5 separate regions of the Mus musculus genome follow, and regions 1, 3, 4 and 5 are each linked to region 2. Evidence: chromatin contacts called from public ChIA-PET and promoter capture Hi-C data. All regions are on one chromosome and are shown on one strand. The core of a region is the stretch at or near the end of the contact, and the rest is flanking DNA. Distances in the headings are between cores, read along the strand shown. Region 1 holds the start of Extl3 (exostosin-like glycosyltransferase 3). Region 2 holds the start of Kif13b (kinesin family member 13B). Region 3 overlaps Extl3 (exostosin-like glycosyltransferase 3). Region 4 has its middle 36 kb from the start of Gm52119. Region 5 overlaps Ints9 (integrator complex subunit 9).

Region 1 (5,584 bases), core at 2,303-4,802, 450 kb before region 2:
TGAAAGATGGGTGGTGGAGACCCTGAGGTCAAGGCTTTAGGTCTTGGTGACTGAATGTAAGTGTAAAGAGAAACAGTGAAGTGAAGGTTGTGCTAGGTTTGGAGTTCCTGTCTTGGGAAAGATGAAGGTAAAGTCATTATAAACCAGGACATTCTGGGAGAGCCAGGAGGAAGGGATAGAAATGAATTCACTGTGAGAAATAGTAAATTTAACATCCTGGTGGATTACCTAGATTGTTTTGGTCAAGAATGTGGGGTTCCAGGTCAGGATGGTTTTGAGTCGTGGACTCTGCTGTGCCCTCTGTGGTCCCAGGCCTCTGCTTCCTGGAGTTTCATTTTCCCCTCTGTAGGGTGGTAATTCCTAGCCAGACTAAAATGAGGCAGCAGGCATGTAAAGGGTGTAACCTACTGCCTGGCAAGTAAGTATTCATAAAATATGAATTTGGGGGATGTTGTGGCTGTGATGGTATCTAGGGCGCCACTGCAAAACAAGGAGTGGAGTCCTGCAGCGGGGGAACTGCTGTCGATGGAACTGATGATAATCAGCAACCGCTTACAGTGGCAAGAGGTGTTAAGGAAAGCCAGAGTCACACTGCCAGTTTGGCATACCTTTTAGAAGGAGCTGGGGCAGGAGACTGACGAGGTTGAGAGATCCTGGGTGACAACCAGAGAGCAGCAGCCAGATATAATGTCCAGTAAGTTTCACAGGGATCTCCTTTTTCTCCCTAAAGCTTAGGTACAGGTGACATCAAGTCAGTCAGAGGTAGAAGCAGCAATGTGTTGTTACTGAGGTCCAACGGATGACTAAGTCCACCAGGCAGCTGTTATCTGCAAGTCTGCTCTTGCCAGAATGGAGATGAACCAACCCCTGGAAATTCTTACCTTGCCTCCTATCCTGTCCCATTGCCGGGCTCTTCCTGCTGCTGCTGCTGCCACTGCCGCCGCTACACATCTCTGGAAGAAAGCCAAGTAGACAAACTGCTGAAGGGAAGTTTCAAGTCGAACAGACAAAGCTTTCTCCATTTTTCAGTTCTCCAGTTCATAAAGTTTGTTCCTACTTCCCTGACATGTCTCAAAAAAAAAAAAAAAAAAAAAAAAAGGGAAGTCATTATATTTTGATATGTCAGTGGTGCAAGTAGAGATTTGGGTTTGTGTGTTTGTTTCTCCTTAAAGAGAGAGAGGAAGAGGCTGGCGTGAATGGCAAAGAAAATAGCGATACAGGGATATCCTGGCATCTTTGATGGCAGCAGAACCTTTCTCGGCTCTTCCGTGCTTAGCTTGAGAGGGGAGGATCCTGGAAACTCAACCGCCATCAAAACCAAGCTAGATGCTTTCGGGTTCTCATTTCCCAAATTCAAAGAATGAAATTCATGTACCACAGTGGGGGTGAGATTTAGGTGGAAAAACCCAAAAACCTACTGTTGGGAGAGAAAGACAGAGACGCTCCTGTCCAGCGGGAAGGGTCCTCTCCCCCCCAACCCCCGGGGGCTGGAACCCCACTGAGCAGCGTCACTGCCTGCAAGTTAATTGGGCTTTAGCGGATGGAGGCAGGAAAGAGGATGAGTTACCCAGTTCAGCTTTCATGCCAGGTGTCGAGGTCCTTGCAGTTTGGGTCACAGCCTCAGTATGGCGTCCAGGAAAGGGGTAGGAGACGACGACCTCCTTCCTGGCCTCTCCAGCCTGGTGGCACTTGGCTTAGGCACTTGTGGCATCTTTGACCTATTTCCAGCCTTTAGCCAAGAAAAGGCCGATCACTCCCTGCGCCCCAGCCTTGTCTAGTCAATTTCTACCTCCTGCGCTCATCAGTGGGAGAGAGGAGCGTTACATGTCCCCAGAAAGGGAAGGAGGAAGGATGGTTCGATGGTTAGTTGTTGTCAACTTGACACAAGCTAGGATCTTCTGAGAAGAGGGAACCTCAGGTATGGGTGGGTAGCACGTGCCTTTAATCCCAGCAGAGGCAGGCAGATCTTTGTGAGTTTCAGGCCAGCCGGGTCTACATAGTGAGTTCCAAAATAGCCATGTAGAGGGAGACCTCAAAATGTTCTCCCCCAAGTGGAGAGAGGGAGGAGGGAAGGGGGGAAGGGAGAAACTCGTCTATCAGATTGGCCTGTGGGCAAGTCTGGGGCAGACCCAGCCTATTATGCACAGAGCCACCCTTGGGCAGGTGGTCTCTAGTGTAAAAAAGAAAAAAAAAAAAAAAAGAAAAAAAGAAAACTGAGCCAGCCATGGGAAACGAGCCAGTGAACAGCCTAACTTCAAGGCCTCTGTTTCAATTTCTGCCTCCAAGGGCCCTGCCCTGCTTTAAAGTTTATGCTTCAGCTTCTTTCAATAATAAACTGTGACTGGGATGTGTACGCCTAATAAACCCTTTCCTCCCCAAGTTGCTTTTGGTCGTGGTGTTTTATCATAGTTACAAGAGAGTAAAATAGGATAGATGAGGGAAAGAGCGGAGCCTGACTTGGAGATGGGTGGAGAGATCAGGAGATGAGGAGACTGCTCCAGAAAATCAACTGTCAGGGTTTTAAAAATGTTTTGTTTTGCAAAGGGAATGGTTAACTCAGTCTGCCGTGGGAGTGGAATCCTGTTTTCTCAGCCTCCCTGTCCTGAGCACTGGGTCTGGGTGCTCCCAAGAAGGGCAGGTGGAAGGGTCAGCAGCTGTGAAACCATCTCTGGGGTGCAGTTCTCCTTAAAGTAACAGACCACCCAAGCACAGGGATGGAAATGAGCTAACCTAGCTGGGTGTGTCTGGACTCTGTGGAGGAAGCCCTGGGGCAATAGCCTTGTTTTGGGGGACTCAAATAAATACGGAGAAGCAATCTGACTTTAAACTATACTACAATTGTTAATTTTAATAGATGAGTTTGAACTGTTTTCTAAATTAACTCGTGCTACTTTTAAAATTGATCCTATCTCCTCCCTCTTTCCTTCCCTTCTCCTCCTCCCCCCCCCCCCCCCCCCGGTCTCTCTCTGCCTCCTCTGAGCCCTCCCTGCCCCTGCCCCCCCTTCTCTCTATATTCTCTCTGTAGTAGAAGGGTCTTCCCAATTCCCAAACCACAGAGCCTGGCTTTAAAGTATTTAAAAGATACTCCTTTTAGTCCATAACTTGCAAGGTTGATTAATCTGTTTTGCAAAGCCGGGGATTTTTTTTCCCCCTAAGCATCTACTCAGCCCCGCCCTTTATTTGCAGCTAAATATTTAAAAGTGTTTCAGAACTGTGGGTCATTGCTAGCACGGGGTACCACATTTGGGCATGGGCTTATTTTTAGGTTGAGGGTTACCCAGATTAATGGGGCCTCTTCTCCAGGCTCCTGGCCCTTCTCACAATCACTGGCACCCAGCCTGCGCCTGGGATCCAGGAGGGCAGAGCCCACCGCCCCCCTCCGCCTGTGCCTTCGGACGCGTCCGGAAAGTCACGAATGTCTCTGCGCTTTCCTCTCGCTCGGCAGACGCAGGTTCGGCCGTTTCCGGCCCATCTTCGGCAAGTTCCGCCGGCGCGGGTCGGAAATGGCCGCCGGCCGGCAGGGGGAGTGGAGGATCCGGCCGGCAGGGGGAGTGGAGGATCCGGCGCGGCCTGGGAGGCGCGCAGCCGGCGGCCAGAGCGGCTTGTGGGAAGCGGACTTTCACGCAGGCAACGGCGGTGGCTCGTTACTGACTGGAAGCCGGTAGGAGTCCGGGCGGCATGGAAGCCCGAGGACCCGGGCAGGGCTGGAAAGGCTGGTGGGAAGCACCGGGCAGCCTTGAGCTTGCGGCTGTGGCGGGCGGGGGCACGAGCGGCGGTGCCTGGGAGCTGCGGCGGCGGCGCAGCCGGGTAGGCCTGCCCCGCGCGGGGGCCTCGCTCCGCTGGGGCCGGGCACTAGCGGCCCACGGGAACATCTCCCGTGGAAGCGCAGCCTTCAGCTCCCCGCGATCACTCCCACATCTGGCCGCTTCTCCTCGGCACAGCTGCGCGCCGCTGCCCGTCGGGCTCTTCTCTCCAGGTGGCCACTTCCTGCCAGGGGTCCAGGTGTTGCTGTGCTCTGTGTCCTCCCGGGGCCTGGGTGTGCCACAGCTGAGGGATTGGGGGTCCCCGTGACGCCCCACATGGAGTGACTGTTCTGTTGGCGACAGCCCCATGTCAGAGCCCGAGAAGCTGGGCAGCACCGAGTGTTTGCCCTAGTCCATAGTGAGCAGCTGCTTAGCCTCTGTTGAGATATCCACGGCCCTGAGCCCACTGAAAGTCGATGGGTGTCAGCCTCCAGCCTGGATCGCTGCTCTTTAAATTCTCAAGGCCTTTAATAGATCCTCTTCTTTTGGGGAAGAGGAAAGTCAATATGTGATTTAAGAGGTGGCAGTAAGCGGTTCTTCACTTTTGTCTTGTTCTTGTTCCACTTGGAGAGTCTGGCATTTCAAGGCTGGACTTCTTGACCCTCTCTCTTCTACCCTCCCTCCCTTCCCATCCATCCATCCATCCATCCATCCAAGCAGGCTTGGAGGTTCCTGTCTATTGCTCAACAGTTAGCTTTCCCCTCTGACTCAATGACTATAACTCTCTGTAGAGTCTGGGATGGTGGTTCTTCCCTGGGGCATTGATAATCTTGAGTGAAACTAGACTTTCTCAACAGCTTATTCCAGCAGAGGACTTTTATATAAATCGTAATGAAAGAAAAACCACTTTCTTAAACTCTTACTTGGTGTGTTAAACATATCTATTTCCTGTGAGGATTTCCAGATCTTTGCCCGTGGAGAGCCTGAAGAGCCTGAAGAGTTGACGTTAGTCTGAATGCTTTCTGGAGGAGACCTAGAATTGTGGCTATTAAGAATTGTGTGTGGGTGTTTTGTTTTGTTTGGTTGTTGGAGATAGGGTCACGCTGTAGCCCAGGCTGACCTGGAGTTCTTGGTGAGCCTGTTGCTTCAGCCTCTGCAGTGTTGGGATTATAAAGCTGGAGCCACCAAATCCAGACCTAGCATCTTCAGAATCCTTGAGACACCAGTTTGGACACCAAAGGTGAAGGTAGAACTAACAAAAAGCTTTGTGTGTGTGTGTGTGTGTGTGTGTGTGTGTGTGTGTGTTTATTCTCATCCTCACTTTCTAGAAGAAAAAACCATTATTAAGTACCTGGTGTCTGTTGGAATCTCTTAGTGATTAGGTCTGAGAGCTTTGTTTTTTGCCTGTGAGAGTAAAAGACCTCAGTAACCAGGTGGGAGAGAAAAATGGACTCTAGAAGAGAGGGGGAGGTCTAAAATAGGCTAGTAGCTTTCAGAAGGAAGTGTGCAGGTTGGAAAACGCTGTGCTGTGTGAAGGCGCTAGACCAGGGTGTGGGGTGTGTAGGCAGGCAAGAGGCTCACCAGGAGTTCCAGGCCAGCCTGCTATAAGCCATGATCTCTAGCCTAGTGGGAAAGGTCAGTGAGAGGTGGGGAAGGAGTGAAGCAGGGCCTGTCAGTTGAGTGACTGAGTTGGTTTGCTTCTTTACCTGTGGAACCCAGGGCTTCCCACATGCTGTACGGCACGCCCTCTACCATTGAGCTACAGCCTTTGCTTTGGTGGTAGCTGGAGAGGGGTTAAAGGTATTGTTTAAAGTAAAATAAGGTATTAGAAATAAGAGTGT
Region 2 (4,896 bases), core at 1,189-3,688:
CCCTGAAGAGTTCTGGAAACCTTTGGACTTCCCTCAAAAGACACAAATGTCACTCAAACAACAGAGTCTATGATCAGAAATACAACCCAGTGACCCAGTCTCAGCCTGTCTCCATGTCAATCCTCAGGACACTTCCCGCACATACACACTGAGTCAGGAGCACTCAGGACTAGACCCAACTACTTGACAGCCACATGCTATCCCTTAAAACACTACATTCCCCAGAAGCAATGCTTAAATAGAATTCTTTTCAAACTCAGCAAAAAGGAGCTCAATTTTGTTACTCCCTTTTCATAGGAATTCAAGATGCCAACTCAGAAATAACAAGCTTTAAGATTCCTCTCTATTATATTGCATAATAACCTGTAGATGAAGAAATTATCTATGATGAGCACTAGAAACAGAAGACAGAGTAAGCAAAGAGACTACGGGGCAGCTGCCACTGGACAATGGGGCCAAACTGTAAACATTCATTTTAAAGTGAGTTCAGCCAGGAGTGGTTGGTGCACCCCTGCAATGCACTCAGGAGGCTGAGGGAGGAAGATGACTGCAAGTCCCAGGCCACCCTGGTCTACACAGAGACTGCCTCTAAATAAATGAAAAAAAAAAAAAAAATAGGACTGGGGAGATGCCTGGGTGGTTGGTTGAACTCAGATGGTTTAATGGATGAAAACCAAGTGAGGACCAGAGTTCAGATCCTTAGCACCTAAGTTTTAAAAAGAAAAGAAGGGTCAGGTGTTGTGGCGAATGCCTTTAATCCCAGCACCAAAGATCTGGGCAGAGGCAGGCATATTTCTATGAATCTGAGGCCAGCTTGGTCTACATAATGAGTTCCAGGGCTATGTACAGAGACCCAGTCTCAAAAATAGGAAAGAAAGAGAAAGGAAGGAATACAAGGAACAGCTAGAAATCATTCAACGAATATCTCAAAACTCTGAGCATTAGTAACAGCCACTGTCAGAATTACAAGCATAGCAAATTAAAGACAGTAGCTTCCTCCCAGTAAGAGAAAACAAGGAAGAGTCCGGCTCTAACTATCTGTGCCAAACCCTGCTGTGGTGGCTGGTTAGAGGCCTCCTTCAGCACTGACATTTCCAAGGGTTTTGCAAAAAGGAAATTTTAAGAATGTGCTGAACCCTTCCTTTCCGAATCATTCCCAGATATGTCGGATTTCATTTGGCTGTTTTCTTTTTTTCTTTAGTTTTTTTTTAATCGCAGTAATGATCACAATGAGGTGAAGTGATCTAAAATAAAGATGTCTGGATACTCAAAAAATGGGAGAACTGAAAACTTTCAGACTTCTAAGCTACTCACTCTGTTTTGTGAGAACCTGGATGTTAGGAGGCAATGAGCTGAGAGCTTAAAAAGTTCCGTCTTCAGGGGAAAAGCTTGCCTCATAGACTTCAGCAGGTTCAAGTAGGCAAACCAACGACAAGAAAACAGAGACACCAAGTTCCCAAGGAACAACCAACCAGAGAAATCTTTGTTAACTTTTACACCTACTTACCTCAATACATACACAAAAGGGCAAGGAGACAGAAAAACTATTTCCTACACACTAGACTTTAAACACAGTAAAACAAACTAGAAACCTTGGAAAATGACTCCTGCACTTAATAATGGCTCTAGCTAGTCAGTAGTCTAAATCAATTAGCAGCAATTCCATCTCCCGGGAGCGCGGCAGCAACCTCAATAACAAGACTTGTCTAGAAAGTGTTTTCAAACACATCACCTCATTTTAAGTACCCTGCCCAGTCACCCTCTGGTGAAGCTACAGAGGCAAAAAGCAGCTACTCCCCGGATTCAAGTTGGGCTTCAGTCTTTCCAACTTGGATAGATGATTTACGTGTCCTGGGTTTATCTACTTTCTCTACCCTCCCTACAGACTTCAGAGCATGTCTGAAAGATACAATTTCCCAAGAATCTTGGCACTGAGACTATTTATTGTTGAGATGATGACTATCACTTCAAGCAAAAGGAAAAAAAGGAAACCTCTCGACAGTCATAAACCAGAAAAGAACTAAGAAGGCATGCATGTCCTTCCTTTTCTGCAAACAGCCACAAGGTGCAGGTTCAAGGGAGAACGTGGAAAATCGAAAAGTAGGGCTGTCCGCCCTAAGAGCTGCGTACACAGGAGGACTGCGAGGCCGGAGCTGCCCCAGGCCTGGAGAGCTCGGTGACAGCTGGCGGGGCGGAGGGCTGAGGGCCCGACCGCGCCGTCGAGGGCGCACGCGCGCTGAAGGGAGCCCGCCGAGACCCCCGGGACGCCGAAGCTCTACCACCACAGGCACCTGTCGCCCCCGGCCCGGGACAAGCGCTCACCTCGTCGGTTCATTGGCCGGACCCGTACCGCCACTTTCACTTTGGAGTCTCCCATCGTGCTACCGCCGGGGTTCTCACTGCACCTCCGTCTACCTCGGCCACCGGACAAACTCTCCGAGGCCAACCCGGCGGGCGGGGGCTGTGGGGGAAAAGGGGGCGGGACCGACGAGGGGCGAGGACCGGTGCGTCCCGGGGCATGCTGGGATGTGTAGTTCCCACAAGTCAGGCCGAGGCGCTGGCGGGAAAATTCGCGCGCCGCTCTCTGGAACTTGTAGTCATCTGTCGCCGTTTTACAATTGTGCCGCTGTTCCTGTACCTCCCTCTCCTTTCTTTTCCTTCTCTTTCTTTACTTCTTCCTCTCTCTTCCTTCCTTCCTATCTGTTGCAGGATTTTCCCTGTCCATCCCGCAACACCTAACTTCTCTTTTGTGTGCGTGTGGAGAGTTTTCTGGACATTAAAATTAGCACTTTATGAATGGTAGGCAAGCGCTCTATCCTTGAGTTATATTCCCAGCCTTCCTTTTATTATTTTTTGAGATAATAAAAGTAGAGATAGTTTATTAAGAAAGAGAAAGCCAACTGGCCATGGTGTCACAGGCCTTTAACCCCAGCACTTGGGAAGCAAAAATAGGCTGATCGCTGTTGAGTTTGAGGCCAGTCTGGTCTATAGCATGAGATCCAGTATAGCCAGGAATATAAAGAGAAACCCTGTCTCAAAAAAAGAAAAAAGAAAAAGAAAGAAAGAAAAGGCACTTCTAAGAATAGGAATGGGCTAGTGAGCTGGGAAAATACATACACTGCCTTGTTGGTGCTGGGCCTTTCCCCTTCTGTGTAATGTACTTGTTATTTATTTATTTATTTATTGGATGTGTGTGTGTGTGTACACATGTGGGAGCATGTGTCAAAAGACAACTTTCAAGAGTCAGTTCTCTCCTTCTATCTACCCTGTGGGTCCTAGGGATGGAATTCAGTTATCTGGCTAGCAAGCCAGAACATTTACCCACTGAACCATCTCAATGGCCCTGTTTGGAGTTTTGTTATAGTTTTTCATTGGATGGGTGGGGTTTTTGGGGTTTGTTTTGTTTTGTTTTTTTACTTCTTTTTCTCTTCTTTTTTTATGTTTATGGATGTTTGCCTGAATGTATATCTGTATGCCTGTGCTGAATTCAGAAGAGGGCATCCGATCCCCTGGACCTAGAATTACAGAGAGTTGCGAGCCACCACATAGGGGCAGAGAATAGAGCCCAGTGAGCCAGCTCTCCAGCCCCTGTGCTTTGGGTTTTGATAGAGGTCCACATGAGTTGCTCAAATTAGCTTTTTACTTGCAATCTTCCTGTCTCACCCTCTCAAGTAGCTGGAATAACAGACCTGAGGCCTCTCTCGCCTGCCTCTGTATCTAGCCCTAGCTGGTCTGTAAACTCACTCAGTAGACAGACTGGTCTCCACTTCAGAGATCCATCTGCTTCTGCCTTCTAAGTGCTGGAGCTAAAGGTTTGCACCTCGCCTCACCTCGATTCTGCAGGACTCTTAAACTCTAGCAATCTGTATTGAGACTACGGTGTCCAAGAACTGACCCTTCATCTGAAAACCTCTTCCTCTCCTTTTTAAGACCTCTGGGTTTGATCCTTGATTTTGATGATTTTCTCTGACTGCCTTGTCCCCCTCTTGTTTCTTTACTGACTTATCCTTCAGGATAAATGGATGCATTCAACCTTGACCACAGCCTCTGCATCCTCTGAGTCATAACCTTGGGTTATGGAAACAAACTTAACTCAAATCCCACTCATTTGCCAACCTGTGGTCACGGTCAACTTATTTGGCCACTCAAATTTCATCTTTTTTAATGTGTAAAGTGGAGACCCTGTGTCACCCAACCTGCAGTGACATTTATCGTGTGAGTCAATGAAACCAAAGTGTAAATACTGTTTATCAGCCTCACAGAGACTGCTGGTTGGTGGTTTGTGCACCAAGTCTATCCTACAAACATGTTCTGTTTAGCCAACACAAAAGTCAGATTTGGGGTGCATTAATGACCCTTACTATATGTTAGTAACACTAAATCAAACAGGAATAGCACTGGACATACTATAATCCCAGCACTCAGCAAACCGAAGCAGGAAGATTGCCATAAATTGAGACGAGTCTAGGCTCCAAGCTCCTACCTCAGCCTCCCAACTACTGGGACTACAGATGTGAGCTTCAATGCCCAGCCCCACTCTAGCTTTTTAAACTGGGGCAGTGAGATAAGAAAAAAGAAGGTTAAGAAGTTTCAACAGGAAATTTTATTTACATGGAAATTCAGGACAAAGGCCCTGAGGAATTGTGGTTAGTCTCCCTTTGGACTCAAGGTCTCTTGATCCTCAGTGAAGATGCAGAAGATTCTTAAGGCCTGTAAGTCACCACCCAGCGACAGGTGAGAGAGGAAAGACAGCTAGCTGCAGGTTACAACCTGCAGCCTGGAGAGCCCCAGGGGCTCCACAGCCAGATAAACCGAAACTGGAGCTGTTCAAGTTAGCGTGCTGGGGGGCGGGGGGTGCAGTGGGTTGCCAAGAGGAGGGAAAGCCCTGGTTTCTGC
Region 3 (4,857 bases), core at 2,086-4,585, 420 kb before region 2:
AAGGGTTTGTCTGTAATCCTTCTCTAAGGAAGGTTTTCCTCCTTAATGCCAGCACAGCCTATTTGTGCTACAGTTCACAGGTCCTTTGTGAAATTAGCTTCCTAGGCAGTCTAGTAGACGATACCTCCAGGGAAGATGATTTAAGTCAGCATCCTGGCTAATGGATCCACCCAGGAGCATCCATGCAGCTGTAGAGAATGCTGGGCACTCTGTGCTTCATTTGAGCCAGCGTCCAGGCAGGCATCAGGCATGCAGGCTGACGTCTATCAGCTGTGGACTCTGATGGGCCATAGATACTTAAGTGGAGAGGGATTATCTTAGTGGGGTGGACATGTGGAGGGTCTTACATTTTAAAATCTCCACTCTTTATTTATTACATCACGATGGAATAAGGTGACCTTCATGGCCACTGTCCGTGGAGCTGGTTTCACACTCTATAAAAAGGATCTCAGGTCCAGAGCTATTGAGCAGAGGAGCAGTGCTATCAGGCTACTGAGAGGCCCTCCATATGAGTGTAGGAAGACTGAGAGGTGGTGATGGAGAGATGCCTAATGCCAATCAAAGGAGGGCTGGAGAGAGAGCTCAGCAAGCAAGAGCACTTGTTGCTCTTGCAGAAGACCTGTGTTCTGTTCCAAGTGCCCACGTGGTGGCTCACGACCACCCATAACTCTAGTTCCCAGGCATCCCACACCCTCTTCTGACTGCTGCAGGCAGTGGGGACACACATGGTATACCAACATACATTCAGGCAAAGCACACATAGAATAAAACGAATAAATCTTTACAAAGAAAGAAGAGCATTCCCGTGCCAAGGGATTGGGTGTCCAGTCTCATGCAGGGCTCCTGATAGTTTGGGGACAACGCTGTACAGCTGGTCCACTGCACCTGGATGTGCCGCACCTGGGTGTGCAGCGTTGGCTTCTCAGACCGTTGCCCCATGTGTAAGTTATGGTTTCCTCCAGCTGCTTCCGAGCCTTCCCGGCATGTTTGGGTGTCTGTAGTTTATCTGAGGCCATGGCTTAGTTCTGGAATTTTTATTTGTTTTTGAAAGTACAGGTATTTTTGTGTGTGTCGGGGGGCGGGTGGGGGGGGGCTTATTGGCTGGGACACAAAGGGTTTTTGGCTGTTGATGGTTGCCCCAGTATTTGTTGAGTTTATGTTTGCCTGTTCTGTGAGAGCAGGGGTCAGAGCAGCCTGGAGTAGGAATGGGCTGGAGTCGGGTAGTTTATACTCGACACACTGAGCTCCCTTCCCTGTCTGTATTTCTTAATCTTTTCCTTTCAGGGACCCACAAAATCTCCTGGTACTCAAGGCAGAAAGTTTCCCCCCAGTGCTCCAGCTGCCCTTTAGAGCCAGGTCTGGCCTCACCTCAGGGCAAAGCATTCTCAGCCTCGACCCTGCCTGAGTCTTAGTCCCTTGCATCTGTCATTCATTTTCTTTTGAAGAGGTTTTGTTTTTAAAGTAATTTATTTGTATTTTATGTACATTGGTGGTCTGCCTGCATGCATGTGTGTGTGCGTGGGAGGGAGGGAAGGGGGGAGGGGGGAGAGAGAGAGAGAGGGAGAGGGAGAGATCCATCCATCCATCCATCCTTTGGAACTAGAATTGCAGATGGTTATGAGCTGCCATGTGGGTGGTGAGAATTGAACCTGGTTACTTTGGGAGAATAGCCAGTGCTCTTAGCCACTGAGCTATCTCTTCAGCATCTCTTTGAGGAGTCTTTAAAGTTTGTCTAGATTTTATAGTTGTCATCTGTAGGGATTGATTTTGACAGCAGCCCTCCCAGAAGCAGAGCCCTCTAGATCAGTGGTTCTCAGCCTATGGGTTCTGGCCCCTTTGGCAAGCTTCTGTCTCTAAAAATACCTACATTATGATTTTTTTCTAACAGTAGCAAAATTACAGTTATGAAGTAGCAATGAAAGTAATTTTATGGTGGGGGGTGGGCACCGCAGCATCGAAATTGTATTAAAGGGTCACAGCATTAGGAAGGCTGAGAATCACTGCTCTAGATAATTTTCCTTTTTGACACACCAAAAATTTAGTCAACTTTATTTTAGACTGTAGAAAATCGTAGAATGGCCTTTTAAGAACACTCACCAGTCTCTCGGCATGTCCTGTGGTGTTTCAAGGCTTGAGCTGCAGTGGAAGGGACACTTCTGTTTCTTGGCAAGTCCAAGAAAACATTAGTGATTCCAGGCTGGCTTCCAGTGTCCTCTGCTGTCCTGACTGGTGCTGGAATTGAACATGGAGACTTCTGTTTGGGGAATAGTGTGCCTTGCCAACAGCCTGCCTTTAACTTTGTTTCCTACATGGCCTCTTAGTACAGAGAAGAGAGAGATGGGCAGGAACTGCCTCTGGGTCCTTCTTCCCTTGTCACTCCCTGGCTTTCTCCATGGCACATCCTGGAAGCCAAGAGGGCATTGCAAAAGCTCACCCCTCAGAGATGCAATATGTGTATTTTCTCAACCTCTTTGCACTCTATTCTTTAAAATATTACATGTAAACCCGACGGTGGCGAGTCAGTGGGGACAACTTTCACCGCTTCTCCAGAGTGTGTCTGGGTGGCTTGCCCGTTTCCCTTCTTTACCATTCAGGAATGAGCTTCACAGGAAGAATGAAAGCTGCCAGGACTCACGAGTGTAATCAGCAAGAATTGTAGATGTTTAAAGGGCCTATGATCGCTTATGAGTAAATAATATAAATATGTCATGTATAAAACTAGGATTGTAAAGTAACTGTGCAAAGTGTGAGGAAAGCTGGAAGAGGCCGTGCCAGTTTAAAGATGCAGTGGCTTTAGGCAGTGGCGCTGTGTGGAAGGCAGAGGCTTGCTGTTAGGGCTGGAACTTGCCATTTGTAATCCAGCTGGTCCCGAGTTCGGCAGACTGGGACAGGGGTGCCTGCCAAGCCCCGTTTGTGAGCTGTCTCAGCGGTGTCTCAGCGGTTTCTCAGCGGTGCTGAGCGCGGCGGTCTCTGTGTGCATCTTCTCCCTGGAGGCTGCCCTCTGCTTTGTGCTGTCTGAGTAATGTTTTCACAGGCTTCATCAGCACTGCTTTTAAAACTTCAAATAGACGTGCCTCATAAGTTAAGACAGGCACTTTTTCTGTGCATGTTAGCCTCATAGTTATGAATGAAAATGAGTTCATGGTGTTACTCTCAACTCCCACCCCCTTGATTGTTCTTGGCCCCTCCCCCTTGTTCACAGAGTAGGCGACTCCCTTCCCGCACCACCCCCCAAGCTCTTTGATGTTGGTGCTCATGTGTTAGAAACTCATAGATAGATGCGGCTTCCTAGGCCTCAAGCTCTTCATTCCTGAGCTCTGTGGTCTGCTTTAAGTCAGAGGAAGTAGCCGCTGTTTCCGTCTGGTGCCTGTGTGATGACAAGGCTGGCTACGGAAGTGTGCTATGCTCGAGGCATTGTTAGAGGCTGGAGGATGTTAGGCTGGGCTGAGCCAGTGTGAACTTAATGGTGTGAAGTGCTAGGTCTGGATTGCTGTCCTGGCCACTGCCCTGTGCTACGAAGAAGGATGTGACAGGAGTCTGGGCTTCTCTGAAGGATGGTGACAGAAGGCCAGCTGACCTGGGAATGTGCTGTGTGAAGCAAGCCAGTGTTCCTGTGAGTTCCTCCAACATGACTGATGTAGGCCAAGAGATGCTCTCCGCATTAGAAAGCAAGGCTAGGGGTCAGATGTTGTGGTACATACACTATACACTTGTATCGTATCTCAGCATCCAGAGGTAGAGCCAGGAGAACTGCAAGCCTATGTAGCCAGCCTGGGCTACATAGGTGAAGCAGGAAGACTGCATGTTAAAGGCCAGCCTGGGCTACACACTGAGTTCAGGGCCTGCCTGAACAGCGCAGCAAGAGGAAAAAATAAATCGGAGCAAATACTAAGGGGCCTCCTGACTTAGCCCTGTCATTCCTAAGCACTCCCCATTGCGTTGAATGTTTGGGATAGCAGAGCCCACTGCTTCCTGGTTCTGCTTACCTACTTACTCATCCGCGTGGTTATTTGATGTGCGTTGGACATCTTGGAGGCAGGCAGTATATGTACCATTCCTTCTGGTCGATGCCAGCCTCCTAATTGAAGCAGTAATTTGAAAGCTAGTCTTCTGAGTTACCAAAGTGTAACACAAAGTACGTCCGTATACCTTCCTGGCACAATGTAAAGAAACAGCCACTCCTGGGGGCTGGGGTGGAGGACAGTACTGTTGTAATTTGAAACAAAACCCCAACAAAAATGGGCATGTTTTTTAAGTTCCTTTCGGTTGACTCGTGTCTTTGACATTTGCCATGCTTTTCGCAAACTCCTAGAGACCAGTGCAGAGCTGTGTACAGTGCGTTTAGGAATGACTAAGTCTCTGTCAGGATTTTGTTGCTGAAACCCCGCAATGGTTGGCTGCTGAGTTGAGCACCTAGATTCCTCCTGCTCCCACCTCCCCTGTGCTGGGCTGAAGGTTGAAGCCTCCGCATTTGGCTTCCGAATCAGAGCTCTTCCCCCATCTTCCCTCTTAGGCTTCTTGACAGTCATCTCAGGGATGGACTTCAGTGAACTTATGCACAAACTTGCTTGTGAATCCAGTCCAGAGCTTGTCTGCTATTTGATTCCTGGCTTTCTGGTCTAGCCTAGTCAGGTCTTTTAAAGAATAAGGAGGGAGCCAGCTGTGCTGGCATATACCTTTTAATCCCAGCAGCTGGAGGGTGAGGCAGGAGGATCTCTGTGAGTAGAGGCCAGCCTGGTCTACATAGTGAGCTCCAGAACAGCCAGGATAATGTAGAGAACTGTCTCAAGTGGTGGCGTGGGGGAGAACAAGGAGGCCCGTAATTTGGCGCCTGTGAAATGCAGTTTATTTAGCTTT
Region 4 (5,123 bases), core at 774-3,273, 480 kb before region 2:
AATGTGCCTTCCAAAGAAGTCTGAAATGTCACATTATTGCATTCCTTTTTATTGGAGTGTAATAATGTATGCCCTAGTCTGCATTCCGCTGTTCTAATGTGATACCGCAGAGTAGATAGCTGGTAGAGGCTTATTATGGTTCATACTTGGGCTCGGACATCAAGACTGGATATGTAACAATGTACGGTGAAAGCTTTGAATTCTTCAACTCATGGCAGAAAGCGGAAGGGTGAGTGTCCTGTGTGAAGACAGGCAGTGTGTGGTGGACATGTTGCTACCTAATGGCCACTAAGCCAGCGCTAGCTCATGGGCTCCTCCAGAAAGCATCAACCATTCCCAAGGGCTTCTTTCCCAGGCCCCAAACACTTCCCACTAGGCCCTCCCTCTCAACACTGATACACCCTGAGGAGTTAGGCCTCCACATAAGAGCTTCAGGGGGAGAAATGGTGGTTCAGTTCACAGCAGTTTCTACTTGCTTTTGTGGTACTGGTTGGTCCCTCTCTCTGGCCATTTGATTCTGGCAGCAGCTGCTACAATGTTTTGTACAGCCCACTGAACTGACCCAAGCTGACTGAAGATTCCTCTTAGGATTTTTGAACATAGAACTAATAAAAGCTCGAGGGCTGAAATGGTAACTCTTGACCTCTTGGGTGTCCATGTTTCCTGTCCTGTGAAAGTGTCTTACTGTGAGAAGCAGAAGCAAAGGACAAAGTCCTGCTCAGGTTTGGGTTGGGTTACCCGGCTTGGCTTAGCTCTTATTTGCATTGTGTCCTTTCCATCACCGGGGTTCCTATCACTTACAATCCAGAGTTCTGACTATAGCAGGGCAGGGGGTTAGCCACCATGCCGCTTCCGAGTGTGGGATTCGGGAAGGCTTTATTTAGGATGGAGACTTTGGAGATGCCTAGGTCGGCTGGATTGTTCAAGCACTGAGGGGTTTGAGTTTTGCACCTAATTTTATTAATTAGTACAAAGCTTTGCATTAAATGGGCGAGAGACTTGATATGTTTACATGCCAAAACCAGCCCACTAATTTAAATACTTGTTGATTTTACATAATCGTGAAGGGCTGAAGCTGGAAAATGTTGATGGTTTGAACATAGAGTGGTTAAGCTGAGATGAGTATGACATCAGCATCACTTGGGTTTACAGAGTGGGGTGAGGAAGATGGCTTGAAGGGCTATTGAGTTTCAAGCCAGTGAGGAGGGGGGAGCAGAGAAGTGAACTGCTGGTCTTAGAGGTACATGTTGTACCTCCTCACCTCCAGCAGGCCTCCTCTGCCCTTCAGGTCAGCTGGGAGCTGAGCCCAGGGCTTCATACATGCTAGGGCGGGGGTTCACTACTGGGCTACAACCCTTATGCTGCCTGTCTGTTGTTTTGGGGGGGGGGGAGTGTGGAGGAAGGTTCAAGACAGGGTTTCTCTGTATAGCCCTGGCTGTTCTGGAACTCACTCTGTAGACCAGGCTGGCCTCCAGCTCACAGAGAACTGTTTGCCTCTGCCTCCCTAGTGCTGGGATTTAAAGGCGTGCAGCACCACACCCAGCCACCTTCTTCTTTAAAGGCTTCAGACTACATGAGAATCTTGATGTGGCTTTGTCTTTAATGCATCCATCTCTGTTGTTTTCTTGTCTTACACTGTACGTTTTTGGTTTATAAGAACGATCTATACTCATAAAAGCAACTGGAAGGCATATCAAAGAAATCCCAGAAAAGCAACCACCCATTATTCTCCAACCCAAATCCAGCAGCTTTGGCATGGGGCACATGTCTCTTTGGTATCTGTGAGGAGTGTTCCAAGTTTGGTCTGGCTGGCAGCCATCATCCATCCCGGTCTCTTTGACCTCCCAGGCTTGGGTCCTCTGTTAATAGCACTTACTTAATCGACCCTCCCTGCTCCCTTTCTATCCTACTTAATAAGGATTCAAGCTGAGGAGGCTGGGGGATGGATTCTGGTAACTGGGGAGGAGAGCCAATCACCAGCATCAGGAGTGGGGGTAGCGATCATTTGAGGCTGCTCCGTAGCCTGGCTGAGGCAGATGGCACCTGCAGGGGAGCCTAGCAGCTGGGCAGGGCTGTGGCACAGAGGCTTGGTATGGAAGCAACCCACTTGTCATTGTCATATTCCTGACTGTTCACAGAGCGCATGCTTCATATGGCAGCTCCTGTAGCAGCCAGCTTCCTCCGAGGGACACCAGACCACAGTAGGGGTGGCTTCTTCAGTCTCTTGCATTACCTACTTTGAATGAGAAGTCTTCTGGGCTTCGTACAGGGTCTTTTGCCTGTCTACCCTATTTTCACTCTCTGAGCTGGTTTTCTGTGCTAACCATCTGTATTAGTCAGGGTTCTCTAGAGTCACAGAACTTATGGATAATCTCTAAATAGTAAAGGAATTTATTGATGACTTACAGTCGGCAGCCGAATTCCCAACAATTGTTCAGTCGCAGCTGTGAATGGAAGTCCAAGGATCTAGCAGTTACTCAGTCTCACGCAGCAAGCAGGCAAAGGAGCAAGAGCAAGAGCTAGACTCCCTTCTTCCAATGTCCTTATATTGTCTCCAGCAGAAGGTGTAGCCCAGATTAAAGGTGTGTTCCACCACACCTTTAATCCCAGATGAAAGGAGTAGCCCAGATTAAAGGTGTGTTCCTTAAACTCGGAGATTCAATCTTCTGGAATCCATAGCCACTATGGCTCAAGATCTTCAAACCAAGATCCAGATAAGGATCTCCAAGCCTCCAGATAAGGGTCACTGGTGAGCCTTCCAATTCCGAATTGTAGTTCATTCCAAATATTGTCAAGTTGACAACCAGGAATAGCCACTACAATCCACCCCTTGTCAACTTGACACAAATAATATCTCATGTTCACATGAAACAATAACAAGGTTGTAAATACGCCTAACATGATATAACTATCCCTCGTACAATCGCAAATGCATTAGTAAATTTACAATGGGCATTCATATTACTTTATAATCCTCGTTTCTGCAACTGGTTACGTGGCCTTAATTGGTATTTATAACTACCTTCCTCTACTACCCATTCTGTATTTCCTTCACCTTCAGCCAGCACCTCAGCAGGTCTTGGCTCTTTTCCTGGAGGATTGACCCATACCTTCATTCCTGATGGGTCTGCGTCCTTTGTCATCCTGCTTGGATTAGGCTGTTGTAGTTTCCCATTGACTTTAATCACAGGACATGGTAGTACTAAGAGACGCCCTAAGGGATCTCCTGCACTCCAGACATAATCTTGCTTACCACCATTGTGAAGAGGTAATCCAATTTCCCCATGGTAATCTGGATCTATCACCCCTCCTAACACTGTTATTCCTTTTTTAGCCTGTTGGTTTAAGGGCATTAGAAGCCCAAAATGACCAGGGGGAAGTCTGAGCTTCCAGTTCAATGAAATGTTTGTTGTAGCTCCTGGTAGGAGCACTCCCCTCTCTGGAGCCAAAACTTCTAAGCCAGCAGAACCTAGAGTTATGGGGACAGGAAGCAAAAATTTTCCTAGAGGGTCACTAGGAGTGATAGTAAGTGGAACTATTCCGTTTTCCACCCCTTGATTCCTGGACCCATGAATCCTGGCTATGGGTGAAACTGTACCATATATCGAGCGCTGATTCAAAGCATATACTGCCTTCTGAAGAACTCTGCCCCAGCCTTCCAAGCTGTTACCACCTAATTGGCGCTGTAACTGCGTCTTCAAAAGGCCATTCCATCTTTCTATCAGCCCAGCTGCTTCAGGATGATGGGGAATGTGGTAAGACCAGTGAATTCCATGATCGTGAGCCCACTGTCGTACTTCTCTGGCTGTGAAATGAGTTCCTTGGTCAGAAGCAATACTGTGTGGAATACCATGACGATAGATGAGGCATTCTGTCAGTCCGTGAATGGTGGTTTTAGCAGAGGCATTACGTGCAGGAAAGGCAAATCCATAACCAGAATAAGTATCTACTCCAGTAAGAACAAAACGCTGTCCTTTCCACGAAGGAAGTGGTCCAATGTAGTCAACCTGCCACCAGGTTGCTGGCTGGTCACCTCGAGGAATGGTGCCATATCTGGGGCTCAGTGTTGGTTTCTGCTGTTGGCAGATCTGGCAATCAGCAGCAGCTGTAGCCAGGTCAGCCTTGGTGAGTGGAAGCCCATGTTGCTGAGCCCAAGCATAACCTCCATCTCGACCACCATGGCCACTTTGTTCATGTGCCCATTGAGCAATGACAGGGATGGCTGGGGAGAGAGGCTGATTGTCCACAGAACGGGTCATCTTATCCACTTGATTATTGAACTCCTCCTCAGCTGAAGTCACCTTTTGGTGAGCATTTACATGGGACACAAATATCTTCACATCCTTTGCCCATTTGGAGAGATCTATCCACATACTTCTTCCCCAGATGTCTTTCTCACCAATTTTCCAATTGTGATCTTTCCAAGTCCCTGACCATCCAGCCAATCCATTGGCTACAGCCCATGAGTCAGTGTATAATCGTACATCTGGCCATTTCTTCTTGCAAACAAACTGTAATACCATGTGTACTGCCCGAAGTTCTGCCCACTGTGAAGATTTCCCTTCACCTGTGTCTTTCAAGGTTGTCCCAGAAAGGGGTTGTAATGCTGCAGCTGTCCACTTCTGGGTGGTGCCTGCATAACGTGCAGAGCCATCAGTAAACCAGGCTCTAGTCTTCTCCTCTTCGGTCAGTTGATCATAGGGAACACCCCATGAGGCTATAGGTGCATGCTTGGCAGCAGATGGCATTGTAACAGGAGTAGAAACCATAGGCATTTGAGCAACTTCTTCATGTAACTTGCTTGTGCCTTCAGGACCTGCTCTGGCCCGATCACGTATATACCACTTCCATTTGATAATAGACTGCTGCTGTGCACGTCCCACTTTATGACTTGCAGGGTCTGATAGTACCCAGCTCATGATGGGTAGTTCAGGTCGCATAGTGACTTGGTGTCCTATTGTCAGACGTTCAGTTTCCACTAAGGCCCAATAGCAGGCCAAGAGCTGTTTTTCAAAGGGAGAATAGTTGTCTGCAGATGATGGTAGAGCTTTGCTCCAAAATCCCAAAGGCCTTTTCTGTGATTCACCTACAGGGGCCTGCCAGAGGCTCCAAACAGCATCTCT
Region 5 (4,903 bases), core at 917-3,416, 360 kb before region 2:
GGATTCCTATGTACCCAAGGAAAGCAATTTTGTGACAGAATGAGGAGGCTGTGGTATGGACCAAAGCAACCGTCAGGGAAGGGGCAGAACTACGAAGGAAGCAGAGGGTCCAGGTTCCAGGTCTAAGGCAGAAGGGTCTGTGATCCATGTCGAAGCTTCACCTTCTGTTTTATTATGAAGACAGCAACATCTTAAGGTTATGGTCATAAAGTAACACATTTCAAAGATAAAATGCTACAAGGACATCCACAAGTTATCTATATGTTCAGCCACTGGCTACCTAATCTCAACCACTCTTCTTTTACAAATTCAAAAGGGCCAGGGTTTATAAAATAAAGGGTAAGTTCTCTACAAAAACCCACGGATTAACTATTATATTTCTAACAATATATACATGTACATATATACATACACATACATACATACATATATCTATATCTTATTGTCAAATGTAACTGTACTGCATGATTAACTTAACCCTCCTAATAGCAACCCTTGCACATCAGAATACAATGGGAAGTGGTTGTAAGTTATTGTATGCCCTTAAGCCGAGCACTTGGGAGGCAGAGGTGGGTCAGTTCCTCAGTTGGAAGCCAGTCTAGTCTAGACAGTGAGTTCCAGGCCAGCCAAGCAGATCTACAGGGTAAGACCCCATTTGAATAAAAGAAAACAAAACATACAGTAGGCAGGGGCCTGGGAAGTGGCTCCTATAGCATAAGCATGAAGATCTGAGTTCAGATCCCTAGTACCCATTTAAAAAGCTGAGTCCGACGACACATGCCTGTAACCTATCTGAGCTGGGGTGGAGACAGGTGGATCCTTGAATCTCACTGGCTAGTCAGTCAAGCAAAACTGGTGTCCTTCAAGTTCATGAGAGACCACACCTCAAGGAATCAGGGTACAGATGGATCACACAAAGACACCTGGCCTCGACCCTTCTCTTTATACATATGTACACATATGCCCACGCTAAAAGTGTATACACACACACACACACACACACACAAGAATGAATAAAAGATCCAATCAGAACTCATTCTGATCTACTAAGGCATGTGTGACCTGCCCCTGCCCCTGCCCCTTCCCTGGCTGTGCAGTACCTTGCAGCAACAAGGGCTTTCTCTGCTCTTCAACAATGCCCTGCCTGTCCAGCTCCAGGGACTCCATGAGCCATCTCTCTAGGCTTTGCCTCACATCTTAACTTGGCTCTTTAATCACGGCTTCAAGTGGACTGTCCAATCCAAACTATCTCTACTCCCCTACAACTAAAGCTGCTGTGCTGTCCTCAGGATTTCTACCTCAGTCTAAGCCACACCACTCATTTATCTACTCATCTTTGTCCCGGTCACGCTCAACTGAAGACAAGGCTTACCAGCAGAGACCTTGCCTAGTGCTGACTCAATCCTGATGCTGAGATCAGGGCCTGATACCTGCGCTCAGTATGTATTCAGCAGTTAGTATGTGCTGAGAGGATCAACGATTTCTGTGTCGGGCATCAGGCCAGAGTCTTGGAAGGACCGGGAATCATCACCCTAGAGGTAACCTTGAGCGCCACAGAGCTCCTTCTGAAGAAAGAAGACCCTAAACACGGTCCAACGCACTCGCCTAGACTATCTAAGATCTAGAGTGTCATAGGAGATGAGGACGGTTTGAAAACTGTTCCCAGTACAGCACTAGAGACCTGCTGAATTTGAATTAAATATCTATAGGTTGCTGGTGGTTAAAAGATAACTTACCTGAGGGTGTGTGGTAAGCAAGGAGGATCCAGAGACGTAAGATACTTTCTCATAATGTGACTGGATAATCCAGTTGGAGCTTCCAAGGGCATAGCCAGAGCTCAGAGGGGTCACCTGGACAGCACCAAACAGCTCCTAAAAGAACCACACAGAGAACATGCAGCTGGTGGCAAGCTAAGTGGGCTTAAAGGGGAAAGCAACACAACTGTCCTTATTTAAAGCAAACTGGAAACAGACAGAATGATGGTGGCTGTGCTGTAACAGAAGCAGTCTGCGGTCTGCCACCTCAGCTCCTTCCACGCTCAGGGGAAGGCATTAAAAGGCAAGTTAGGAAACAGTCAAGACTCAAAGACCAGTTTTCCCTTTCCACCTTAGGTTAGGTTCCAGTTCGGAGTGGCCTCAGCTGCAGGTCAACAGCAGCAGGAATTCTTATCATCAGATCAGCTCTCAAGTCCCCCTTGGTAAACCACTTCTCTGTTTCTGATTGCCATTGCCTCAGATGGGAAAACTTATGTCTGGTTTCTCAGGAGACAGGATGGAGCAGCTGCCTTTCTCCAGACTCACCAGATAACCAACCGAGTTCTGGGGGCCCAGGGAATGGGGGCGATGAATGAGTACCACGGAAAAGTCTGGAGGGTGGAGAATCTGCCTGCATTCTTCCTGGCGCTCACACAAAGGAGACAGGGTGGCTTGGAAAGAGTGCTACGAGAATCCCCCAGGGACTCAATACAAACGGACAGCACTCATGGGAACACTCACGATTTTCTGGGAATATCCCACCAGCTGGATTTTACTGAGGGCCGAGTTCACCTCCTGCATCGTGTAGCATCTTCTCCAGGTTGACACTTCCACTGCATCCTTGAGGGGAGAAGGCAGCAGCCTGCAAACACAGCACAATGCCAATCACTAGGTGAGCATGCCATCACTTAATAGACATTGCTAGCAATATGACCATTTTCCTTAAGTTGGGCAATTTATTGCCATAGGACTATTCAGGGATTCTTTAATAATCATTATTTATATAAGGCCAGTATTGTTGTCTCTTTCTGCTTCTAATAATTTGAGTTCTTGCTTTTTTTTTTTTTTTTTTTTGTCAATCCAAGATTGTCAATTTTATTAATAAAAAAAAATGTGCAGTGAGTGGCTCAGAGTGTAATAGCACTTGCTGAACAAGCTTGATAACCTGAGTTCAATCCTGAAATCTACGTAAAAAGCTGGAAGGGGTGGTAGGCATGCGTAATCCCAGGACTCTTACTGTGAGAAGGGAAAGGAGACAGGAGAACGGGCAGGAAGCTCCCAGCCAGCTAGCCTGGAGTGTGGAGCATAGTAGTAGAAAAACAGGAGACCCTTGACTTCTAAAAGTTGTCCTCTGACCACTTGGGCACCATACCATGCACACACCCACACTTTCAGATGTGAAAATACACACACACACACATTTTAAACTTCTTTGATTTTGTTGTTTTTCCTATTATGTTTTTATTTCCATTTTATTTATCCAGCATGTAGTTATGATTTTTAAAATCTATACTGATAATCCCCACAGTCCAGTCATTCACCTTGGCTTGTTTGTTTCCTTTTTTGGCTTTTCAAGACAGGGTTTTCTGTGTAGTCCTGGCTGTCCAAGAACTCAGAGACCCACCTTCCCCTGCCTCTCACGTGTGGGATTAAAGGTGTGGCCACCACTGCCTGGCTTCACATTTATTTTTATTACTGATAAACTGTATCTTCCAATTTAATTTTTGCTGTTTGTCTTATCTCGTCTTTCCATTACTGCTTTCTTCTGGGCTAATTTCTGATGTAGCTTTTAAATTTCTTTTCCATCATTTTTAAAGTTATTTTATTAATAGTGTTTGAAGGTTTTCCATATTGCAAGAACAAAACAGGAACAATAGACCTTGCAGGTTAAGGTTTCTGTTTGCAGCTAAGACAGTTAAGAGTAAGTTCCCTTTGTCCTGTGCAGGTTGAAATTTCTGTTTGTAGTTAAAGAGTAAGTTCCTGTGTCAAGTCCCTGCAAGTTAAGGTTTCTATCTGTAATTAAGAGTAAGTTCCTGTTTCTTAGATCTAGGTAAACTACAAAACATGTTTTTCACCCCTCACTAACCTTGGGACCCCATTCCCGCGATTCCCTTCCCTTTGTTCCTTCCCAGTTCCTTCCCTTCCATTGTACCTTTCTAACAATGTAAACAGCCAGCCCTCTCTGTGAACACTTATCTCTCTGATAAAAGAGAACTCAAGAGGAAGGCAGGGGCTGCTCTCTAAAATCCTCACTTAGGGAAAGGCTGGGCAGTCCCAGGTGTACCCCAAATAAAGCTGGCCTCAATAGGACAATCATAAATTCAATCTTTCTTTTCGAAATTTTCAAGTTCAATAATATATACTTAAAAAATGATTTATTTCATTTCTATTTTTCATCTGTACGTGTGAATAACTGATTGTATGTGCATCATGTGAGTGGGTGATACCAAGAAGACCAGAAGAGGGAGCCAGATCCCTGAAAGTGGAGTTATAGGCAGTTTTGATCTGCAATGTGGAGGCTAGGAACCAAACCCAGGCCCTCTCTAAGAGCAGCAGGTTCTTTTAACCATTGATTTATCTCTCCAGCCCTTAATGATATATGCACTCTAACACAGAACATTTCTACTTGAACTATATCCATTCCCCCCCCCCCCCACACACACACAGTGCTAGGAAGTCTCAGGCCCTTACACATTGTGTATCATGCCCTGCCTCTGAGCTATACCCCAGACTAGGTTTTTCTACCTAAGATCTCACATTTTCTTTCCTGTTAACATAAGATAAATAAAATAAACTTCACCAGTGGGGCTGAGAAAAAGAGTGAGTTTAACACTGGTGAGGCTCGACATAAAGGGGAATAAATATGACCTGTGTGCCCTTTAACACCACCATCAAAAACATTCCTTGATTGTTTTAAACAATATTTTCATATTGTTTAAAAATATACATAAGGAATTATCTGGAAGATTAACTTGTGTGAGCCTAACTGTAAAATCTAAGTTAATGTGCTCCCGATGAATTGAATGTGTGCATTAGGCTCTATTTGCTCCCAAAAACACTGAGCAGCAGAGCATTTCACGCACTCTCTCCCTCTCACACACACACAAACACACACAGCAACACACCCACCCATCCTCATCTGTACTCTA

Evidence for each region. Promoter capture Hi-C pulls out the DNA fragments that hold promoters and counts their contacts. ChIA-PET counts read pairs in DNA pulled down with a chosen protein or histone mark.
Region 1: a contact with region 2 is called in a promoter capture Hi-C map of the HPC-7 cell line. The contact joins the promoter of Extl3 here to the promoter of Kif13b in region 2. A contact is called at or near these places in 9 of 39 promoter capture datasets (the C10 cell line, the HPC-7 cell line, cranial neural crest and 5 more), 2 of 484 Hi-C or Micro-C datasets (CD8 T cells and the HPC-7 cell line) and 8 of 115 datasets of contacts at active chromatin or transcription factors (effector CD8 T cells, embryonic stem cells, epiblast stem cells and 3 more).
Region 3: an RNA polymerase II ChIA-PET map of effector CD8 T cells shows a contact between it and region 2, with 5 read pairs. The contact joins the enhancer-like site here to the promoter of Kif13b in region 2. A contact is called at or near these places in 3 of 39 promoter capture datasets (the C10 cell line, hippocampal neurons and pre-B cells) and 2 of 115 datasets of contacts at active chromatin or transcription factors (effector CD8 T cells and memory CD8 T cells).
Region 4: a promoter capture Hi-C map of hippocampal neurons shows a contact between it and region 2, with 2.3 times the contacts expected there. The contact joins the enhancer-like site here to the promoter of Kif13b in region 2. A contact is called at or near these places in 7 of 39 promoter capture datasets (3T3-L1-derived adipocytes, the C10 cell line, embryonic stem cells and 3 more), 4 of 115 datasets of contacts at active chromatin or transcription factors (embryonic stem cells, large pre-B cells, microglia and 1 more) and 1 of 9 other capture datasets (adipose tissue).
Region 5: a contact with region 2 is called in a promoter capture Hi-C map of the C10 cell line. The contact joins the enhancer-like site here to the promoter of Kif13b in region 2. A contact is called at or near these places in 11 of 39 promoter capture datasets (the 3T3-L1 cell line, the C10 cell line, the HPC-7 cell line and 6 more), 2 of 115 datasets of contacts at active chromatin or transcription factors (bone marrow-derived macrophages and embryonic basal ganglia) and 2 of 9 other capture datasets (adipose tissue and liver).

What each region holds. Positions count from the first base shown.
Region 1 is chr14:65,096,074-65,101,657 of GRCm38.p6, reverse strand. Extl3 (exostosin-like glycosyltransferase 3) reads left to right here and starts at 3,552. Exons shown (of 7, transcript NM_018788.3): 1 at 3,552-3,661. It overlaps Gm52119 (a long non-coding RNA gene), which reads right to left and starts at 2,288. Exons shown (of 3, transcript XR_003951142.1): 1 at 1,568-2,288; 2 at 882-953; 3 at 1-730.
Region 2 is chr14:64,650,083-64,654,978 of GRCm38.p6, reverse strand. Kif13b (kinesin family member 13B) reads right to left here and starts at 2,438. Exons shown (of 40, transcript NM_001081177.2): 1 at 2,323-2,438. The coding sequence starts at 2,377.
Region 3 is chr14:65,069,574-65,074,430 of GRCm38.p6, reverse strand. The region is part of intron 3 of Extl3 (exostosin-like glycosyltransferase 3); the gene reads left to right. Among named protein-coding and RNA genes, the nearest start is that of Gm52118, 25 kb to the right of the region's middle. Within about 2 kb of position 3,335, at least 134 of the 459 cell types and tissues checked have an H3K27ac peak or open chromatin away from gene starts, as enhancers often do. A contact at or near this core is called in effector CD8 T cells, memory CD8 T cells and pre-B cells, where this site is marked.
Region 4 is chr14:65,132,446-65,137,568 of GRCm38.p6, reverse strand. It overlaps a transcript of Extl3 not described here. Among named protein-coding and RNA genes, the nearest start is that of Gm52119, 36 kb to the right of the region's middle. Within about 2 kb of position 2,023, at least 42 of the 459 cell types and tissues checked have an H3K27ac peak or open chromatin away from gene starts, as enhancers often do. A contact at or near this core is called in hippocampal neurons and stem cell-derived neural progenitor cells, where this site is marked.
Region 5 is chr14:65,004,959-65,009,861 of GRCm38.p6, reverse strand. It overlaps Ints9 (integrator complex subunit 9), which reads right to left. Exons shown (of 17, transcript NM_153414.5): 7 at 2,496-2,616; 8 at 1,737-1,871. Among named protein-coding and RNA genes, the nearest start is that of Gm52118, 39 kb to the left of the region's middle. Within about 2 kb of position 2,166, at least 1 of the 459 cell types and tissues checked has an H3K27ac peak or open chromatin away from gene starts, as enhancers often do.